2 separate regions of the Mus musculus genome follow, and region 1 is linked to region 2. Evidence: chromatin contacts called from public HiChIP or PLAC-seq data. All regions are on one chromosome and are shown on one strand. Each heading gives the region's core, a stretch centred on a gene start, on an enhancer-like site or on the middle of the called end of the contact. The rest is flanking DNA. Distances are from core to core; before and after follow the strand shown.

What was found. HiChIP or PLAC-seq counts read pairs in DNA pulled down with a chosen protein or histone mark.
Region 1: an HNF4G HiChIP or PLAC-seq map of pancreatic cancer cells shows a contact between it and region 2. The contact joins two enhancer-like sites. A contact is called at or near these places in 1 of 15 datasets of contacts at CTCF or cohesin (embryonic stem cells), 31 of 484 Hi-C or Micro-C datasets (the AML12 cell line, the C2C12 cell line, CD4 T cells and 24 more), 10 of 115 datasets of contacts at active chromatin or transcription factors (the HPC-7 cell line, SST interneurons, T-cell acute lymphoblastic leukemia and 5 more) and 5 of 9 other capture datasets (adipose tissue, bone marrow-derived macrophages, embryonic stem cells and 2 more).

What each region holds. Positions count from the first base shown.
Region 1 is chr7:139,476,529-139,479,572 of GRCm38.p6, reverse strand. It overlaps Inpp5a (inositol polyphosphate-5-phosphatase A), which reads right to left. Exons shown (of 16, transcript NM_001127363.1): 3 at 1,478-1,578. Among named protein-coding and RNA genes, the nearest start is that of Gm46004, 89 kb to the right of the region's middle. Within about 2 kb of position 1,617, at least 27 of the 459 cell types and tissues checked have an H3K27ac peak or open chromatin away from gene starts, as enhancers often do. A contact at or near this core is called in pancreatic cancer cells, where this site is marked.
Region 2 is chr7:139,283,979-139,286,937 of GRCm38.p6, reverse strand. The region is part of intron 2 of Gm32486 (a long non-coding RNA gene); the gene reads left to right. Among named protein-coding and RNA genes, the nearest start is that of Gm51504, 6.7 kb to the right of the region's middle. Within about 2 kb of position 1,452, at least 32 of the 459 cell types and tissues checked have an H3K27ac peak or open chromatin away from gene starts, as enhancers often do. A contact at or near this core is called in pancreatic cancer cells, where this site is marked.

The DNA.
Region 1 (3,044 bases), core at 368-2,867, 190 kb before region 2:
GCCACACACAGCCCATCTAAGGGACAGTAGTGATGGAACCTCCCTCCCGAGGGCCACTGGCCTACAGGTGCCCAGAGCTCAGTGCCCATGGCACCTTCCCCCTTCAGATGCTCTGCTGCTCCAGCCCACAAGCCTCTCTCTCCTTTGCCAACTTGCAGTCCTTGGTGTTAACACTAACTTCTGTCAGTGATGTGTGCTGCAGATGGTCTTCATAAGGTAGCTTGGCTCTTCCTTCGTTCAGAATATCTTTCTGTAACAGTATGGCTTTTTTTTAACAGGACAAATGTGTCAATCTTATCTTTCTAAGCTGCAAGTTTTGCACATCCTGAAAGAAATCCTCCCTACCTCAAAGCTACAAAGATCCTCTTCTATATCTCTATCTTCAAATTTTACTTGAGTATAACTAGAATTCATTCTGAGGCAAGGTAGAGTGACATCTTGGGACATGGTGAGGCAGGATCTCTATAAGGAACTTCTCAGCCTGCTGCACCAAGGGCATGCACCATGGAAGACATCCCGTACAGCACGTCTGCCCACCCTTGTTGTTCCACTGCTGCGATGGGAGCCAGTGCTCTGGCCAGCAGAATGCCACCTCAATTTCCTTCTGGGCTGTTTCCGTGCTGCCCTTCTCCCCGTGCCAGTATTAGGAGTGCGTGTTAGGGAGTACGCTTTGGAGCACCAAACTGTCTTGAAGACTACTTGGGAGCAATGTACAGAGTTTTTGATACCCAATCAAGCTCCAAAATCTTGAGTGATGGGAACATAGCACATGTCGCTCGAAAGAAACTCTGCTGTGAACAGGGTGCTTACTCAGTCTCTCTACACACAGTGATGTTCAGGATCTTAGCTGTCACCTGCACGGGCATGTAAGCACTGAAGGAGTACTTCCTTATTTTCTTGTCAAGTTCAGGCCAGATGCAAACAGAAGTAAAGGGGCAAGAAAAAGTGCTAACAAGGGTCGGTGAAGTGGCCTAGTGGGTAATGTCATCTGTTGTACAAGCCTGAAACTTCAATTTGATCCCTGGAGCCCACATAGAAGTGGGAAAAACTGACTCAAAAAAAGTGTTATCTGACCTCTACATGAGCTATGTGGCATGTGCACACACCCCTTACACACATGTATGCATGCACGGAGGCATGAACACTCTCGCGCACGCACATTAAAAAATCAGCAACAGAACCAAGGATAGTGGGAACACCAGAGACCCATGGGGCAGGTAGTGCCTTGAGTGCACTCCAGGAACTGAGGCAAAGCTCAATCCCCAACTGTGTCCATGCCAAGCTGTTCCAATGGAGGGCAGGTTCTAGGAATACCCCATGGGTATTTCTTCTGCACCATTCCCTGTGGTCTACACCTCTCTGGGGAAATTGCAGCTCCCTCAACATGACCCACAGACAAGTTTCAAGGAGTGGCATTCACCACCACATCCCATCCAAAGACCTACCCCACGGTCCACAGGCTCCAGCTGAGACTTACTTGACAAATTTGTCCACATGGGACATGGAGGCCTCGTAGTTTTTCCCTCCAAATTCTTGGCAGTGCAAGGCCATGAAGTGAGGCTTGTGTGTGTGCAGGACCTGGGAAGAAAGCACAGAGTTAGAGCACAAACCACAGCAGGGCAATGAATCATGTGCCTCACCTCAGCAGCCAGGCATCCCACAGACAGCAGGCCAAAGGCCACACCCTGTGTCCACAAGTTCTTTACAGATTCTATGAGTTGCCACCTTTGTGCTGCCAACTGTTTATTTCTAGCCTCTTCCATATTTCCTTTGCAAAGATTCAGAATTTCTAAGAAGCCTTTTCAATAACCTAGAGGCACTCGTCTCTAATTATAAAAAAGCAGTACTATGCTATGGACAAGAAAACATCAGGAAAGTTCTCAACCCATGTCACAACCTCAGCACATCATTAACATTGCTGTGCATACCTGTTGAGAGATTGAGTCCAGGTAACCACGTATGTGGTAGCATGTGCTCCTGTGTATGTCAGAGTGTGACGGCATGTTCTTATGTGCGTGCATCATGCATGCATGCAGAATTGGGTGTCAGCTTAAGTTAGTGTGAGAGCACTGCCTGTGTGCTGTCATGTGTGCATGCATGTATGTGCTCACTATGCACAGGCTCATTCTTAATTCAGGATCACCAAGGCTGGCTTCTAAGCAGACTCCAGTACCCATGCTGTCCATCTTGTGTTTCCCCATAGCCCTAGAAGCTGTAGCCCTATTGTCTAATTTATAGCAGCAGGAGTCTGGCATATGACAGAAACATACCCATGGTCTCATGGGCATTGAGTGAGTGGCACAGCGTGAGCTTGTCTACAGCTCACAACCCTAGTTCTGTCCAACCATTAAGGTTCCTACTTTTCCAAAGCATTGCTGAAGTTACCAGCAAACTTTGCTTGGCATAGGCAGTACAGTGCAGGAAAACCAACCATCTCCTGGGCAGTAAGGTGGTAAGGCACTTGGTTCTGCCCTCTTGGAGCATGGGGAGAGCAGCAGCACCCTAGAGGGCAGATCACTGATGGGAGGCTGAGCCCCAGCAGACATTGAAGAGCTAGTACAAGGGAGGGGGTAAAGGGGGGGGGGGAGAGGAAGGACTTCTAGGAAGGGCTAGAAGGCAGGATCAGAGAAGAAAACACGAAGTTGAGGTTACTATGACCACAGGGCCAAGGTGGTAGCAGGGAAACCCACAGGCAAGGCTGGAAGCCAGTGTATCTAGAGCCAGTCCAGGGTTAGGGGAAAGTCCCCAGGAGTCACAGTTTTCATTTTAGGAACCGAGTTACATAATCATTCTTCAAATCTGGTCTTCAAATCTGGTAGTCTTCATCTAAATTCCAAGTAGCACTTTCCCTTTCTAAGTGAGTTTTTATTGTTTAAGCAAATAGCCTTTCATAGCACAAAGGTCATATTTGAATGACTAGAACTCAAGGGTCAATTACGATCCTACATATCTTCAAAAGAAAAGAATCTAAGATCAACAGCTATGGGCAGTGGAGGAAGAAGCTCCAGGATAGCAAGAAAACACTAGCATAACTGTCAGGCAGG
Region 2 (2,959 bases), core at 203-2,702:
ACTGCTCATCTTCCTTTACCTCTCTTTCTTCCTTCCTTCCTTCCTTCCTTCCTTCCTTCCTTTCTTTCTTTCTTTCTTTCTTTCTTTCTTTCTTTCTTTCCTCTCTCTCTCTCTCTCTCTCTCTCTTTCTTTCTACGTTTCTTTCTTTTTTAAAAGAATTATTTATTTATTTTATGTATATGAGTACACAGCAGCTATACAGATGGTTGTGAGCCTTCATTCGGTTGCTGGGAATTGAATTCAGGACCTCTGCTCGCTCCGGCACTGCTTGCTCTGGCCCAAAGATGTATTATTATATGTGAGTACACTGTAGCTGTCTTCAGACGCACCAGAAGAGATCAGATCTCATTACGGTGGTTGTGAGCCACCATGTGGTTGCTGAGATTTGAACTCAGGACCTTTGGAAGAGCAGTTAGTGTTCTTAACCACTGAGCCATCTCTCCAGCCCTCCCATTACCTTTCATTAGTGAATCTCTGAGCTGTTTCTCAGGGCTGATTTCCTGGAGAGTTGATAGCCGGGTATGCACATATATGTGAACATTTGTACACATACACATACACACTTATGTACATCTTGCCCTGGGCAGAAGCAGGGCTGTTTTGCATAAGAAGCACAGGCAAATTCTTTCAAAGCCTGGCCCTTGCATCCCTGTAACCCGCAACTCCCTGGATGAGAGGTTGTCCAAGAAAAGAGCCACAGACTGGTGTAGACTGTTCACCAGGAGACCACTTAAAAACAGGATTACTTATAATAGTCAAATCTGAAAGCCATCTAAATTTCCAACCATGGAAGTCAGATTATGTAACTCTCTGCACCCACGCAGTGGAATGCCAGGGGTCACTCAAAAGGGCCCAGGGTAAGAATCAGCTACTGTGGGAAGATGCCTCCCGTGTGTGGCATTTGGGGATAGAGCAGATTGAGAGGGAGATACCAGCGCATGACAGTTGGCTCCTTAACCTTCTTCACACCTCTTTTGCAATGGATCAAAGCCTGGGGGGTGGGGGGGGTGCTACTCAAGTCGCGTGCCAACACCTGGCGGTCACTAAGTAAGGAAGCTTGAAGTCTCCACTCTGCTCCCTGCTCCTGAAAGAGAAAAAAGGAGGGGGAGCGGCGGGGCTTAAAAGGACAACCACTCCGCGTGGGAGGATCGGGGAAATTGCTTTTACTTAACTGACATTTCACTGTGATTTTCCCACTGAGCGTATGTCACTCTTAATGTTCTAGAGGAGGAAGGGAAATGCCATGGCTCTCATTGCAACACCACGCCTGCCATTTCCTTTGCGATTTGGATAGAACGTTCCCTGCAGGGGTCTTTCCAGAGCATCTTTGTTTCCTAGCCGTCCATGTTCTACTTTACACTGGAGCCTTAGCAATGACTTCACCTGGAGCCAGGAAGTGCCTAGAACACCCTCCCTGAGGGACACATTCCAGCAGGGTGTGCCATCGGTGGTGACTCAGTACATAATAACCGAATGGACAACTGGGACTCCTTAGTAAGAGTCGGCCTAAACAGTCCTGTTTGTGTAAACAAACCTCAATGCTTGAAGTAAAATGATGTTGTATTCAGATTGTTTCAGCTGCCTTCACACCACACACACACACACACACACACACACACACACACACACATACACACACATACCTATATGGCCCCAAAAGAAATATGCCAAAGTGGTTAACTGATTTAATCTCTAGTGAGTTGAATGTGGGTAATTTTACTTTTCTTTTAGAATGTTTCCTTATGTTTCTTTCCTTTTTTAAAAAAAAAGGGTTTATCTTTAGTTATACGTGTGTGTGTGTGTGTGTGTGTGTGTGTGTGTGTGTGTGTTAGATTAGATCCCCTGAGCTAGGTGGCTGTTCGTCACTGTGATGGTTTGTATATGCTTGGCCCAGGGAGTGGCACTATAAGGAGGTATGACCTTGTTGGTGTAGGTATGTCACTGTGGGCCTGGGCTTTGGATGAAGATGCAGAACTCTCAACTACTTTAGCCACACATGTGCCTGGATGCTGCCATACTCCTGCCTTGATGATAATGGACTGAACCTCTGAGCCTGTAACCAGCCCCAGTTAAATGTTGTCCTTATAAGAGTTGCCTTGGTCATGGTGTCTTCACAGCAATGAAACGGTAACTAAGACAGCCACTGGACATGGGGGAACTAAGCTCAGGTCCTCTGGAAGAGCAAGAAGTGCTGTTAGGTGCCGAGCCATCTCTTCAGCTCCATCCCTCTGTTTCTTGGTAGTTTACAAAGAACAGCAACTTTTTATAATGAGAACAGAGCAACACAAGGGAAGGAAGGAAGGAGGGGCTGGCATTGCTGAGGATTAGCTTGGGCCTGCACTTCTGGGGGCAGGGTCCTTCAGGGCTGCAATCACTGACAGTAATGGTTAACTTGACGGGATCGAGAATCCTGTGGGAGAGCCATCCTCTAGAAACACCTGTGAGAGATTATCTAGATGAGCTCAGCCTCTGAGCATGACTGTACGGAATGGTTTAGGTTACGTCAATTGAGGCAAGGAGCCCCACCTTTACTGTAGGTGAAACCATTCCGTGGGCTGGAGTCCTAGCCTACAGGAAAAGGGGACAGTGAGCTGAGCACTGGCATGCATGAGTCTGCTTCTCATTTGTGGATACAATGTTACCAGTGGCCTCATGCTCCTGCTGCCATTACATCCCCATCATGATGGGCTGTGTCCTTCAAACTGTAACTGAAACACTTCCTCCCTTCCTAACTGCTGGAGGAATTTAGGACAGTAATTTCTGTCACGGCAATGAGTAAATTGATACACTGAAGGATGCCCCAGGCTCCAGGAAGAGGCCTGGCATTTCCTGTGTGGCTCCGGGCAGAACTGATGAAATGAGCAAGCTAGCTGCACACATAGAGTAGCAGTACTACACACAGAGACCATTACCCATTAGGGCACGATGTCTCCCAACAGGAGGAGTCTGGTGTATGAAT